Linked DNA regions of Gasterosteus aculeatus: region 2 is linked to region 1. A link is a contact called in public Hi-C data. All regions are on one chromosome and are shown on one strand. Each heading gives the region's core, a stretch centred on a gene start, on an enhancer-like site or on the middle of the called end of the contact. The rest is flanking DNA. Distances are from core to core; before and after follow the strand shown. Region 1 overlaps grip2b (glutamate receptor interacting protein 2b). Region 2 holds the start of lsm3 (LSM3 homolog, U6 small nuclear RNA and mRNA degradation associated).

Evidence for each region. Hi-C and Micro-C count contacts between places; a contact is called where the count stands out from the background.
Region 2: a contact with region 1 is called in a Hi-C map of skeletal muscle, with 9 times the contacts expected there. The contact joins the promoter of lsm3 here to the enhancer-like site in region 1. A contact is called at or near these places in 6 of 6 Hi-C or Micro-C datasets (blood and trunk muscle, liver, skeletal muscle and 2 more).

What each region holds. Positions count from the first base shown.
Region 1 is chr17:1,500,342-1,508,067 of fGasAcu3.hap1.1, forward strand. grip2b (glutamate receptor interacting protein 2b) reads left to right here. Exons shown (of 25, transcript XM_078092696.1): 14 at 159-239; 15 at 973-1,036; 16 at 1,109-1,254; 17 at 1,936-2,080; 18 at 3,204-3,355; 19 at 3,465-3,659; 20 at 3,750-3,906; 21 at 4,523-4,637; 22 at 5,449-5,644; 23 at 5,735-5,961; 24 at 6,810-6,956; 25 at 7,161-7,726. The coding sequence ends at 7,319. Among protein-coding and RNA genes, the nearest start is that of LOC120835766, 30 kb to the right of the region's middle. Within about 2 kb of position 1,895, at least 4 of the 9 cell types and tissues checked have open chromatin away from gene starts, as enhancers often do.
Region 2 is chr17:1,555,640-1,563,231 of fGasAcu3.hap1.1, forward strand. lsm3 (LSM3 homolog, U6 small nuclear RNA and mRNA degradation associated) reads right to left here and starts at 6,047. Exons shown (of 5, transcript XM_040204328.2): 1 at 5,839-6,047; 2 at 5,517-5,614; 3 at 4,680-4,790; 4 at 4,506-4,601; 5 at 3,711-4,390. The coding sequence starts at 5,537. The coding sequence ends at 4,310. It overlaps LOC120835419 (a long non-coding RNA gene), which reads left to right and starts at 5,612. Exons shown (of 3, transcript XR_013453280.1): 1 at 5,612-5,715; 2 at 6,156-6,207; 3 at 7,096-7,592. LOC120835860 (a long non-coding RNA gene) reads left to right here. Exons shown (of 2, transcript XR_013453279.1): 2 at 1-524.

The DNA.
Region 1 (7,726 bases), core at 645-3,144:
CCGTTGAACCGCGATGCCGGCGAATCCCCAGCGAGACCGTTACTCTGAAAATAACGTGTTAAACGTCGTCTACTTGCTGGCGCTCTGAGGCACAGCAACGTCTGTGGAACGAAAGAGGAGAGGACGTGTTCGTATTGTCGCGTGTGTTTGTGTCTCAGAGTCGGTGGTGCCGAGCAGCGGGACGTTCCACGTCAAACTGCCCAAGAAAAGAGGGGTGGAGCTGGGGCTCACCATCAGTGGTAAGAACACGCACGCCACATGGTTCGCCGTAGCTGTCAATCACCTCAACGATGTCGAGGCAGGAAGTCACCGGCAACGTAAGCCCGCCTCTTCCTTGCCGTGATCGGCCTCCGGTCGGGCGAGCGTGACATTGGCGAGTGACAGCTGATTTGAATATTTGGATAGAAGACGTTGAAGTACATCAATAAGTATTACAGAGAGAACTGTGTAGAAGTACTCCACTGTACGTCAAAGTAAAAGTATTAGAATTCAAATAAAGTCGATGCACTAAGAGTGAACGTAGTTGTGTAACAATGTGAAGGCTTCATTACTTTATCTGTAATAATACATCATAAAGTGATATTTGGTGGCATCAAGCTGCATTTATGAGCCAAATCAAAAAGAGGTTTATATTTTGACTTCACGATGCTGCTGTGTGAATAACTGAGGCAGAGGATGGTGCGATGGAGCCACCTTCTGAGTATAAGAGTTCACTGCTGACCGGGAGAGGACCCGCACACCTTAATAACACACTATAGTATGTATATTTATATACAGCTGTAATGATCCGAGAGAAAGATCAACGTATCATCACGTATTAAACTGCATCCTACAGGGTGGAGGAGGAGGAGGAGGATCTTCTGTTATGATATTGTCATTGTAACTATTATCATATTCGTTAACAATAATGTGGCTTGTGTATATTTGAAATCAACGCTCTGTGTCACCGTGTGATGTCGTCCTCGTCCGCAGCCAGTAAGAAGCAAGGAGAGGCGCTCATCATTTCTGACATCAAGAAGGGCAGCATGGCCCACAGGTACCTCAGTCCACCGATTGCTGATCAGCACCGCCGCTCTGCGAGTGCTAACACGGTTCCACCCTCCTGCAGAACAGGGACGCTGGAGCCCGGCGACAAGCTGCTGGCCATCGACAACGTGCGGCTGGAGAACTGCTCCAGGGAGGACGCCGAGCAGATCCTGCAGCAGTGCGAGGAGCTGGTGAAGCTGAAGATACGCAAAGACGAAGACAACTCGGGTAAACGGGGCGGGGGGGTGATTCCACGAGGGAAACTCGTCTCCAGATGCTTTGTTGTTTCTTATATGTGGTTAAACACATGTTGGCCTGGCTCAGCAGCAGCTTTGAGGAGATGCAGTAGCAGCTGTTGGCCACGGGGGGCCGCTGTCGCCCTCTGCTGGACTCCTGAGGCGGCTCCTGCGTGGTCAATCAGAGACGTGCGCCTAAACGCAATCTATTAAAGGCCCCGAGACCCGTAGCGTTAAGGAAGAGGAAGGAATGGACTGAGATGATAAATGCTGGTTGGGTTTTACATTTTGTACCAGTCGAGGACCCGTTTCACTTCTTGGAAACGACAGGTGGATTCAATCAACACGTGTGTGTGTGGCGCCGTGTAAAGAAACACAATGACACGAGGTCGTGTAATCCCGACTATGACTCGGATGATATGACCCGTGCACACGGACTCACGCGGGGTGTAAATATGTTACATTATGTGTTCATGCTCCACGGTGACAAGGCGTTCTTTTCCCCCAGTTGCCATGGAAACAGTGTCTTCTTTGCCTTTGTTGTCTCTGGAAGGAGTTTTGACCCACTTCTGCGTAGAAGCATTTTGCATGATCTTATAACGTGATGCGGTATCACACGGTGGACTGAATAGGTCTTAACGTGTGTGTGTGTGTGTGTGTGTGTGTGCATCAGATGAGCAGGAGACGTCGGGCAGCATCATCTACACGGTGGAGCTGAAGCGCTACGGAGGCCCTCTGGGTATCACCATCTCCGGCACCGAGGAGCCCTTCGACCCCATCACGATATCGGGCCTGACCAAGAGGGGCCTGGCTGAGAGGTGCACGCACACGCACACGCACGCACACGCACGCACACGCACACGCACGCACACGCACGCTACTTCTGGGCCGTTATCCATTTACGAGATATGGAATTAAACCATAACTTCTTGTCTTCATCCTCATTGTGAAACCACAACAACAGCAACGCTGAGGAGAATTCCTTTATCTGAGTTAAATAGATCGAAGGACACGATGTTCCTCCTACCGGGTCGGCGATGAGGAACATTGTGTCCCGTCACTCAAGCGTTGTTCTACTGCGTGACTCTGATAAGGCACTTAAAAAGCATCAAAACACACGAGCTAATCTCAGCTGGTCTGTGTTTCCATGGCCTTTTATATTTAGATCGGTGAACACGCCATTCCTCAGAGCTCTGGAATCCTGTCCTGGGAGGGGGAGGTTTGCGTTGGCGGCGGTCCCACGTTCGCACCCTCTCATGTGTCCCAGTCGCATGGAGGACATTTCTTCTTCTGTCTCTGAGGCTTTTCTGTCTCTGGTGCCAGATATATACAGATATATGTATATATATATATATATATATATATATATTAGAGTATATATAAAGTCTGCTCTACTTGGATTGTGTTACGTTGTGTTACGATCCCATCCAGAAGCCACAGGAAGTAAGATGAGGATGAAGACGACCCGACAGATGTGAAACAATAAGAGATAAGGACTGGTAACCACAGTAACCAGAGCGAAGGGGCCGTGACATAAGAGTCATGAGCATCCGCTCGGCCCCCCGACACGCTTCCACACAACGCACGCAGTGACCTCCACCTCCCGCTCCACTTCCTGTTGGCTGACAGCCCGTAAATGACCGGAACGAACACGATCGCAGCGACTGCTTCTTCCTGCGATCTCTGAGGTGCACGTGGTGCACGGGGAGACAACACGGCTCCATCAGAGCAGGCTGATCCCCCCCCCCGTCCCCCCGTCCCCCCGTCCCCCCCCCCACACAACCTGAGTCTGTATAAGCAGAAGGAAAAGGACAGATTCATCTGGACTGACAGCACGTTATTGGGTGGATGGCGATGTACTTTTGATCTCCTGCTTGCTGGCGATGTATTAGACTCACCGTGTGTGTGTGTGTGTGTGTGCGTGTGCGTGTGCGTGTCCAGGACAGGGGCTATCCACGTAGGGGATCGGATCCTGGCCATCAACAGCGTGAGTCTGAAGGGCAAACCGCTGAGCGAAGCCATCCACCTGCTGCAGATGGCCGGGGAGACGGTCACCCTGAAGATTAAGAAGCAGCTCGACAGCCTGAGTGACGGTAACGACACCACGACACAACACACGCACACACACACACACACACACACACACACCTTGGCCTCAGGTGTAAAAGGTGTCAAAACAAAACGTCTCCTTCAAACTCCCAGACGCAGAGGAGAGGAAAGCGGCCGAGGGCGAGGACGCCACGGAGAACGAGCTGAGTGACCCCGAGGAGGACGACCTGACGGACAGCCAGCAGACCAGCAAGCTGTCGGAGCTCTACTCCACCACCGTCCCCAGCGTGGACTCGGCCATGGAGTCCTGGGACGGCTCGGGCCTGGACGCCGGCTACGGCAGCCAGGGTAACGCCCCTAAACGCTCCGCCGGCGGCTCGGCAAAGTGGGCCGACGATAGCGTAACAAAGACCCCCCCCCCCCTCCCCCCCCCCGCAGGTATGTACAACCAGCAGGCCGCAGGCGTCGCCCTCCACCCCCACGAGTGGCGCAGTGCCAAGCAGCAGCGCGGCACCACGACCCCACCTGGGCGCCGGAAGAACTACCCCTTCAGTGACGGAGGCTTCAGCGAGGACGACTGGGACAAACCAGCTGGGTGCGTCTCGTCTTCTCGTCTTCTCACCGCCGTCACGTCGTCTCCTTGTACCAGCCGAGTGAACCGCCATGTTTTCACCCGGCAGAACTTTGAGTAACGTTGTTTCTCGCACGCTTAAAGTTCGATTACTTTCCATCCCAGAAACCTGCTTCAGTCTTAAAAGCAGGACGTTGAATTGGATCCGAGAGGTCGCTGGTGATCCAGGTCTCTGGGAGACGTCGCAGTGGGGTTTGAGTCATGGAGCCCGCGAGGCTGACTAAGCAGAATCAGTGTGTGTGTGTGTGTGTGTGTGTGTGTGTGTGTGTGTGTGCGTGAGTCAGCTAAGCCTTGGGAGGATAGTGGCGTTCGCTGCGATCACGTAACACTAGCGGAGGCGGAGAGACGGAGGATGAGGCGAAAAAAAAAAAATCCGCTGTGCAGTGAAACTGAATTAATCTCGTCAGTCAAGGACATTGAGCGTTAAAAGATTACCCGTGTTGGATTAAACCCGTGTTCCCCCCCGGCTCTGTTCATACTGCTACCCAGCTGACTGGAGCCCGGACGTGCAGAACATGCGTGTTTCCCCACACGTATGTTCACCTCGTCATTTCAGAGCAGCTTGCTGTCTTTGTGACAGATTTATTGGCCAACAAGTGGACGGCGTTCTGCTGGATCCAGATGACAGCTTCTGGTGTCAGGCGCTGGAGGACCTGGAGACCTGCGGCCAGTCGGAACTCCTTAGAGAGATCGAGGTCAGAACCCCCCCGTCCCCCCTCACGTGCCGCAACACAAAGCGACCTGTTGGTCACAGTTGTCATTCACAGAAACCTCCGAAGTCGAGTGAAGTTGATTCAAAGTGTCATAAAGCTGCATTCTCTGTAGTGACCAGCAGGGGGCGACTCCTCTGCTCCCATAGACGTCTATGAGGAAATGACTCTACTTCTCTGTAGTGACCAGCAGGGGGCGACTCCTCTGCTCCCATAGACGTCTATGAGGAAATGACTCTACTTCTCTGTAGTGACCAGCAGGGGGCGACTCCTCTGCTCCCATAGACGTCTATGAGGAAATGACTCTACTTCTCTGTAGTGACCAGCAGGGGGCGACTCCTCTGCTCCCATAGACGTATATGAGGAAATGACTACTTCTCTGTAGTGACCAGCAGGGGGCGACTCCTCTGCTCCCATAGACGTCTATGAGGAAATGACTCTACTTCTCTGTAGTGACCAGCAGGGGGCGACTCCTCTGCTCCCATAGACGTCTATGAGGAAATGACTCTACTTCTCTGTAGTGACCAGCAGGGGGCGACTCCTCTGCTCCCATAGACGTCTATGAGGAAATGACTCTACTTCTCTCTGGATTTATTCCCCCCAGTAAACATTGTAAACATGAGTTTATGGTCTCAAGTCTTCTTCAACACAGCAGTCTGCAACACGATACTCTTTCATTTACCTTTTGATATATGGCAGCTAAAATGATTAACACTAACACTAATCATCCAATTGATTGATTGTGTGTGTGTGTGTGTGTGTGTGTGTGTGTGTGTGTGTGTGTGTGTGTGTGCAGGCCTCCATCATGACAGGAACAGCCATCAGTCTGGGTGTAGACGGAGTCAACAAGCCTCCTGCTGAGCCCCCGCTGGGCCACAGCAGGATGAGCCCCCTGCGGAGGAACTCTCTCCTCCACCAGGGAAGCCTGCTCCACCCGGCCACTCACCTCCACCAGGGCCCCCACCTGCACGAGGAGGCCCACCTGCACCAAGGTAAGCTGAGGAGGTTCATAAAGGGCCAATAGCAAAAAGGGAAACTGTTTATATTCATTATTTGAAAGCTAACCGTGTCGTTCCGCCCAGATCTCCACCTGCTCCAGGAGGCCCACTTCAACCATGAGGCCCAGCTGCTCCACGAGGCCCACCTGCACCACGCGGCCCACCTGCACCAGGACAACCAATCCCCCCTCCTGCACCACGAGCCCAAGCCCAAGGCCTCGCTGAGGGTGTCGGAGAGGACGTGGGAGTCCCGGCGGATCAAAGAGGAGATGCAGGGCATTCTGTCGCCGACGCCTCTGGAGCTGCACAAGGTGACGACCTCGTACAGATTATCATGTGACACGAGAGTCAACAACGTCAATGCAACTTAAGAGCAAGAAAGTGTGATATTCTGTCACATTATTTCATTTGCATTATTTAGCATTTTCTCTTTGCGGAACACGAGCTGCTCAAAGGAGCTTCAGCTTTTATGGGCTTCACGACTACGACCTCCTCCGAGGTTCAGCCCGAACATCTGCAGTCAGAACGAGGAACGCTTTGTTATCGCCTCATTAACGTTCCCCTCGACGCGGATGGATAATGGATGAATGGATGGATGATGGATGGATGAATGGATGGATAATGGATGGACGGATGGATGGATGAAAGGATGGATGGATGGATGGATGAATGGATGGATGAATGGATGAATGGATGAATGGATGGATGGATGATGGATGGATGGATGAATGGATGGATGGATGGATGGATGGATGAATGGATGGATGAATGGATGGATAATGGATGATGGATGGATGAATGGATGGATGGATGGATGAATGGATGGATGGATGATGGATGATGGATGGATGGATGAATGGATGGATGGATGGATGAATGGATGGATGAATGGATGGATAATGGATGATGGATGGATGGATGGATGAATGGATGAATAGATGGATGGATGGATGGATGGATGGATGGGGGGATGTTTTTACGGCACTTTTAGTTTTTTACTGACAGAAATCACTGTGAAACTTTACATAAAAGTTGCTTAATGTGAAATGGTGCCTTCAGGGTCTTCCGGATCGGGGGCTCGTTTCCTTCAATCTGTGGTGTTTGTGACACGTTGAATCATGTGACCTCTCTGATCGACCGGCCCCGCCCTCTCCACCAGGTGACGGTGGTCAAGGACCCGGAGATCGACGACTTTGGGTTCAGCGTGTCGGACGGCTTCCTGGAGAAAGGCGTCTACGTCAACATGATCCGACCCGACGGGCCCGCCGACCGAGCCGGGCTCAGACCCTACGACCGGATCCTGCAGGTAGACCCCCGCATTCCAGATGCAGGACCAGCGAGGTCACAGTTCTAACGTGTGCTAACATCTGCCCCGACGGGCACACAGTTGCCAGAGCTACCGGCTCGGACCCGATCGGGATTAGCAGGACCCCCCCCCCCTTCGGGGACTAGACCCCAACCCTTCAGCAACAGCATGTGTCAGTGTGTGCGTCTCTGCGTCCTCGTCCAGGTGAACCACGTGAGGACGAGGGACTTTGACTGCTGCCTGGCGGTGCCTCTGATCACGGAGGCCGGCGACCGCCTGGAGCTGGTCATCAGTCGCAACCCGCTGGGCAACGAGGACGAGGAGGACAACAACAACACTTTGGACCACGCGTTAGACCTGTAACACAACTCTAGACACACATCCGTCCACTCTGCACAACCACACACACACACACATACAGACACACACACAGGTGGTCCGTCACAGAGGAAGTGGGGGAACGGAGGCGGGCCACAGGTTGTCCAGAGCCCCCCCCCCTCCCTCGTGGCTCCACATTGTAAATGTTTTAACGTGTTGTCATGGGGACAAAAGGCTCAGATTCATTCCACGTGCTGCTTGAGAACTTCAGAGTCCAGCCGGTGTCTCCAGCGACTCCTGCGCTGTAATACGATGTTAAAAAAAAGAACACGCAGAAACACGCAGCACGAGGTGGTGGCGTGATCATCGGTGCTCCTTGTGGTCGTCGCTCACCGAGGAAACGTTCAAGAGCCAAAGAGTCCTCACTTCGTAGGTCTCGTCCTCATTGGGTT
Region 2 (7,592 bases), core at 4,797-7,296, 59 kb after region 1:
TGGTCCCTGCTAATCACCGCAGGACGTTTTCCTCCAGGAGTCGGACAAAGGGTCCCGAGGGACGACCCGCAGCGTGCAGCCCACCCCTCCGGGCGCGTACAGTAGCGTGCGACCTTCAAGCCGCCCTGCGAGGTCGTCTGGGTGCTTTTCGTTCATTCACAGATGTAAACAAGGCCCCACGACCTTCACACATGTGGGGAGTTTAATTGTGTCCAAATACTGTGGAAGCATTTTCTACTTTTTGACTTTCCAACTGCAAAACAAATAGTGAACGAATGTGTTGTCGACTTCCCCTCATGACTCTGTAATACTTTATGCAAGAAAACCGCTCAGTAACAACGCCGTTCATGTCATTTCATCCAATGAAGTGCGGATTAACTCCAGCTATTCAAAATGAAGTGTTCAAAGAGGCAAATGGCCATTTAGTCTAAATTATGACAGTAAAAATAGTAATGAGGGAACATAAAATAAGTTTTGCAATAAAAACAATGTTTAGATACACAACAAATAATAAAAGACAAGAAGGTCATTTCTCTTGTTTCTTCATTCAGTCGTCACATGTTGCTCTTTCTGATGATGATGACGATGATGAAGGTGACTTTGTGTTTCTACCACTAATGTTACTTCATGTCGTCAGACTCATCGCTGACAAACCAAGCGCTCCTTTGTGGAGACGCGAGTGGAAAAAAAGGAGTGTTTCTGAAAAACATCTTACTCACATCCCTTTAGGACGTCTGACAGAACTACTAAACATTACACACACACACACACACACACACACACACACACACACACACACACACACACACACACACACACAGCTGTGCTCTTCAGCTCAATGAGCAGATCTGCTTTGGCATCTTGGTATTTGTGGCCATCTGTCCTGTTCTCTTGCAGCTGATCCCTGCGGCCTCCGGTGCGTCGCTTTGAACGGAAAAAGGACACGCGGCGTCCGTTTACTTTGCATCATCATTTCAATTTCTTCGCTTTGCATCAAAGGCTAATCGCAAACAAATAATGTGTCGGTTCAGCTGGATGGAATCGAAATCGCAATGGAGCGACTCCCACGAGGGTTACAGCGCACAACGGCATCGCGTTTCACCTCAAAGTGACACGAATCAACAAATGTTACAACGATCTGTTTCGTCTCGACTCAAATGTGCTCAGCATTAAAAACTGAATACAACAACTGCAAAGAGACACAAATCAACTGCAAAGCAACACAAAACAACTACAAAGAGACACAAATCAACTGCAAAGCAACACAAATCAACTACAGAGAGACAAAACAACTACAAAGAGACACAAATCAACTGCAAAGCAACACAAATCAACTACAGAGAGACAAATCAACTACAAAGAGACACAAATCAACTGCAAAGCAACACAAAACAACTACAGAGAGACAAAACAACTACAAAGAGACACAAATCAACTGCAAAGCAACACAAAACAACTACAGAGAGACACAAATCAACTGCAAAGCAACACAAAACAACTACAGAGAGACAAATCAACTACAAAGAGACACAAATCAACTGCAAAGCAACACAAAACAACTACAGAGAGACAAATCAACTACAAAGAGACACAAATCAACTGCAAAGCAACACAAAACAACTACAGAGAGACAACACAACTACAAAGAGTCACAAATCAACTACAAAGAGACACAAATCAACTACAGACTTTAAAAGATGCAAAAACGTAAACATAGATACACAACAAGACAAGAAAAAGGGGCAAATATAGTTTCGTTATGTTTATTGTAGCCAAAAATGACTAATAATAATAATAATTAAATAACTACTAAATAATACATTTGCGTGTTAAGACTTGAGTTCAGTTGTATGAAGTCAGACAGGGGGGGGGTGGATTTATTCATGAGAACAAGTGTGTGTGTGTGTGTGTGTGTGTGTGTGTGTGTGTGTGTGTGTGTGTGTCAAAAAGAGCTCATTTTAAAACGCCATCAAGACGTTTTCGCTGATTCAAAGTGTTGGAATCGTTGACACAAACCACCGTTTGAACAAAGCGGCCCGGCAGCTGCTCTCAAGGACGCCAGTGGGACGCTTGTGGGACGCCGGTGGGACGCCAGGGGGACGCCGGTGGGACGCCTCGCACAATCTGCACGTCCATGAGATTAAAAGTAACTATTTAAGAATTCCAAGCGAGATTTCTGTGTGTGCAGAACGTCGGCAGAAGCTGAAGAGCTTCAGCTGCTCGGGGAGGAAGAAAGGGCAGCGGAGGCTGCTGGTATTTATGACGGCTCGACGAGAGGTGTGTCTATGTGTGTGTCTCTGTGTGTGTGTCTGTGTGTCTGCAATTCTATTAATTCAAGGACGTCCTGCTTCAAGGTTCCACGAGCTTCGATCTGATTATTTTTGTGGGTCACATGCCTGTCCAGTTACCCACTACACACACACACACACACACACACACCATTGGTCTCAATGTGTGTGTGTGTGTGTGTGTGCGTTGGGGTGCTATGTGTCACGTCTGCAGTTATTCCTGTCACAATGCTTCGCCATGAGTATATTTCCACTTCTTCTCTGTGACTCCACTTGTACCAACAGGTCGTCGGAGGTCACGCAAATAAACAACGCTGCTGGGAAACGTTTTCCACCTGCAGCTCCGGTTCTGAGCTCCTGGTTTTGGTGGGTTTGTGTTCATGTTTGAAAGCCACTTTATTCAGTCAAATATCTGTAATAAACCGTTAAAAGGTTCAAACGTACAACGTGGGGATTGTGCTCTAAATAAAGTCCATCCAACAGAATAATAAAGCACAATAATCCCTGCAGCCACTGAAGAAATGAAAATGACAAAACAAACATCCAGAGACTAAAGTCTCTTGGAGAGGAGGAGAAGTGTCCATCTTGGATGACTTGATGTTTGAGGACCCTTCAGAGGCGGAACATCACGTCCCAGCAAGGAAAACCACCAAGTGCTGCAGGTCACTGTGCACCTGTGGCGCCATCTAGAGGCCAGAACGCACCAATACAAGACTTCATGGCGCGTACTCAAGTACTTTCCCCTTTTCTGTAATCAGTTAAAGATGAAGTTATTTGTTGCGTCGCAGACGGTCCAAAGGGAAAACACATGATCGGTTTACATAATTCGGCATATTGTGATATTCTTTGCTGGATTTACGTTAGTTTGCAACTCTCCTTTTACATTTGCCGAAATGATGACAGTAATCAATGGAGCAAAAGTGCATACAAGTAAAAACAAAGAGCATTTTGTTAGACCGTAGTAAATGTAAGTGGTCTCAACTGCTCATAACCTTCTTCTTGTGATTGTGTAAGTGTGCGTGTTTGTGCTCTTCTCAATACGACCCAACGTGGTGAGAGACGTTCATCCAAGTAACAAACGGCTTGTGTGTATTTGTGGTTTGAGGCGTCGTGGCAGGTTTTGAACTAAACTGAGATCATAAAGTACTTCATTCTAAACTTAACCATTTATTTTATCAAGAAATGCGTCAAGTATTTACTGGAAAATAATTTGGTCCACACTAAAGTGAGAAAATTGAGTAACATTAAATAAATCTCAGAGCCCGAATTGTCCTCTTCAGAAGAGATAAAACCATAAACTGCTCATTTAAAAGCCGTAAACGTAAAACAGTTCAGCATTTATGCTTTTAAAGGATCGTCCTCTGATTTGTCTCTAATCATCATCCATTAGTGATAAAGAACTAACTCACACTTCAAAGACACTTTTCTTTTCAAACAACCTTTTTTATTCAAGTTACCAAAACCAAATGTTGAAAATGTTCACATGACGCACTCTCCAGTCCCACAAGACACTACAAAAATATAATATATAAAAAGAAAGTAAAAGCGTCCCGGAGGAACTCAAACGTCTCAAGTTCTCACAGATCGAGAGTTCGGAGAATCTACAAACGAATAAAAAAAAAAAAAAAGGTTTCACTTGAGAATTAAAAATAAAACTGCTCTTAATACTCGACACATCTGGGCCCAAAGAGAGTTCACAAACACATCTGGAGCGATTTCTTCAGAATAAAGCTCGATCACGGGGGGTTTATGAAGGGCTCTACTGGGCACAACCAGCGAGGGTACTGAGACGGACCTCAGATGGGCAAATCACCCATCGACAACATCGGGCCCAAATAAAAACTGAAATAAGGCTTCTCGTTGCCCGTTTCTTCCTTTCTTTGAGTGAAGACATGTTTGAAATCCTTGTGAATGATGACAGAGGAGGAACCTGATGGAGGCTGGAGCGTACCCCCCCTCCTCCCCTCCCCCCAAGGGTAGAAACATCCCAGCTGCCCCTCGCACCGGGAAGTGGTTGAGGATTAGCCCACCCTGAGGGGCGGAGCTACGAGGACGACGCCGTCCCCCCGGACGAACAGCATGGGGATGTTTCTCTTGGTGGACTGCAGAGGGGACAATTCAAATATTTAGGTTAATAGTTGTTTATACCGAACGTATCAAGACTTTGGTCCCAGCAGCTGCAACGGAACCTCAGAGACGAAGGAACCCGTGTCCTACCTTGTACAGTTCCTCGTAGGTCTCCTCGTCGATCTCCACCGTGGTCACCGTCTCCTCCACGTCGCCCAGGATCATGTTGAGGTGCTGATCGTAAGCCTGGGGAGGGAAAACCACGGACATCAACTGGGAAGTTCAGTTTCACCCGTAACAGTAATTACTGCGTGTGCGTCTTACATGCAGGCGCCCGCGGAGCTCCCGGTCGTTCCTCATCTTGACGTAGATCCTCTCGTCCAGACTGAGTCGGATCAGATCCAGCGGCTCCTCCACCGTGTTGGTAGTCGGTTGCTGCCAGCGAGAGGACGTCAGTTAGACACACGTGACTTATAGATTCATGTCCTGTTCATCGGTTTCTTGGAATCAAAAGAAAATGACTGCAAAAATCTGAGAACGCGTATAGCAGGTGTGTCTGCGCATGCGCACAGAAAGCGGATACCTTCGGGTTTGTCCGTCAAATGTCTTCTAATAAAGTAAAACATGTGTGACTGATTTAACACCTGTAGTGCCATATTCATCCAACACATGCTATGAAACCACAATGTAGAGAAAGTAAAGCAGAACCAAATTAACGTCAAAGCGTGAATGAAAAGATGGAACCGTGGAGACGTATTTTCATTTCATAGGTGAGCATTAAACGACAATTAACGTCACATTTGAATATTTTCACTAAAACAATTGAAACGGGTCAAACTCTTTCCAGTTGTTACCGCGCAAATTAAACAATACATGTATATGAATGCTGAGTAGCTCGGTGCTACGTGACGTTTAACTGAACAGCGCCGCCAATAACACACGTTGGGTCATTTTGACGGTTAGCATTGATGCTAGCCCGGGCTAACGCAGCTAGCCCCTGCAGGCCGCGGCGCGCGGTTTACGGGGTAAAACCTAACAAAAGGGGCACGATGATCCCACTGGAAACCGGCTCACGGGTCGAACGCCCCCCGGCCTCCTCCCAGGGTCGCTGAACACACGCCGGGCGAGAAATTAACCGCAGTTTGACGCGGCGGTTCCAACCTGCTCTACTTCGTCCGCCATCGCTCCTGTGTCTGCGTCGTGTCGTCACGCCGGGTGCGGAGGTTGCCAGGTCCGTGAGAAACACGGAGAAACGCGCGCTTTCAGAGGGAAGCGCGGGGCCGCATGCATGTGACGAGTGGTCGTGAGTTAATAAAGCAGGAAGGATTAGCTAAATGTACTCAAGATATGAAAAATGAAGGTAAACATACGTCTTATTTACACTTGAACAAAATACCAAAACGATGTGGTCATAAACAGCTCTGGATGCCATTAAACCTGTAACGAGTTACATAACGATGTAATAGTTCCTCCATTCTGTTACCTTATGTACGTAAACAGTGATTCATCAGCCCTTTGCCTACTGCGCATGCGTGCTAAATGCGTCACTCGCCGTAGGCGGATAAACTGTAAACCTGGCAACCCCTGAGGGATGCTACGCAGTACCACCCGTTACTCTCCTCCCTCTTTTTCTATCCCGTCTTTATCCCTCTCCCTCTCTCTCTCTCTCTCTCTCTCTCTCTCTCTCGCTGTATCTCTCTCTCTCTCTCTCTCTCTCTCCCTCTCTCTCGCTGTATGTCTCTCTCTCTCTCGCTGTATGTCTCTCTCTCTCTCTCTCTCTCTCCCTCTCTCTCTTTCCAGACCTTTCCATCCTCCATGACTGCAGCGACACAACTAGTCGGACTGCGCAGCGGTAAGTGACGCATTTAACCCCAAACGTCATCATTTGTGGCGACTTTCGCCTCATTTCTAAATGATGAACCTCATCCGTGAAGACGCTTGAGTTATTTGTGCGGAGCGTCGTCCTAAATGACGGAATCAAGGCCGTTTATGCAGAATGACGACATTCGGAAGGAGCAACGCCAATGTAACGGCGTCATCTGGTGGCTCATACGAGGTATAAATGCTCGGCTCCAGCCATGACGTCATCTGTGCTACGCTACTAACAATAATGTTTTATTTAAATGTGATTTCTGCTACATTTTGTTTACGTAGAAACACACATTTTTCCTTTTTGAGTCCACGTCATTTACTGCAAAAAAAATGATCCTCAACTGCTTCATATTTTGAGAGCACATCCTTATTAGTACTTATTTGTAATCACCCTGTGATGATAACTCTTAGCATTCAAGACCATTACAATCAACTCATTGACAAACATGTAATTATCCGTAGTTCAAAAACTACTTCTATTTTGTGTTTGCATCGTTTACTTTTAAACTAATGTGCAGCTGTAGCACTGTGTGTAGACTTGTTGTTATTTTCACGTGTGTCCTGTAAAGAGCCCCGTGCCTCCTCTCCCAGTTCAGCCCAGTGCTCCATACTGGGTGCTGGTGCAGGTGGAGGAGGCAGAGCAGAGCAGTGGAGAAACCCATTCCACCCTCAGCTGCAGCGTAGCTCCGCGGTGGAAGAGATCCCTGCGACAGTCGCTTCACGTCTTTAATGTGCACGCATTCTAAAAGTGATTTTTTTTTAAAAAAGTTTGTCCATTACCTCTCCCCCCCCCCCCCGCCCCCTCCTCTCCCTGCTCCGTCCTCACGTTCTGCTGGAACCGATGTGGCCCCCCCCCGCCGGACACAAGATGGCGCCCGGCAGCACGAAGATGAAGAAGTCGAGCACTAGTGCGCCGAGTGCAATAAGAATTGTTCATATCTCTGGTGACTTTGCGGCAGGTCGTGCAGTGTGAAGTGTAACAATGTGTGATGTGTAGTTGTGCGACTTCTTGGTGCGTCTCACACATTTCCTGCAGAGCTTGTGTGTGTCTTCTTTCTGCTGTTACAGTCACACTGATATCAAAGAGGAAGGAGATGCATCAGCTTTAAACTGCTCATGTTTCTTTACTGACGTGTTTCTTTAAATATTTCTCACTGCATGTATCTAAAAAACCTTCTTTGATCAAATGGTACATTTTCTAGATTGTTTCTCGATGAGCGTCGCCTCATTTGTGTCAGTGAAATCTATTTTAAAGGCGAGAGCAGAGGGATTGCATTACTCCTCTATATCTTAACTTATCATATTGCATATTGTTGATTCCTCATTGAATTAGTGTTTGAAATATTAAATCTGGCACCTCGGTCG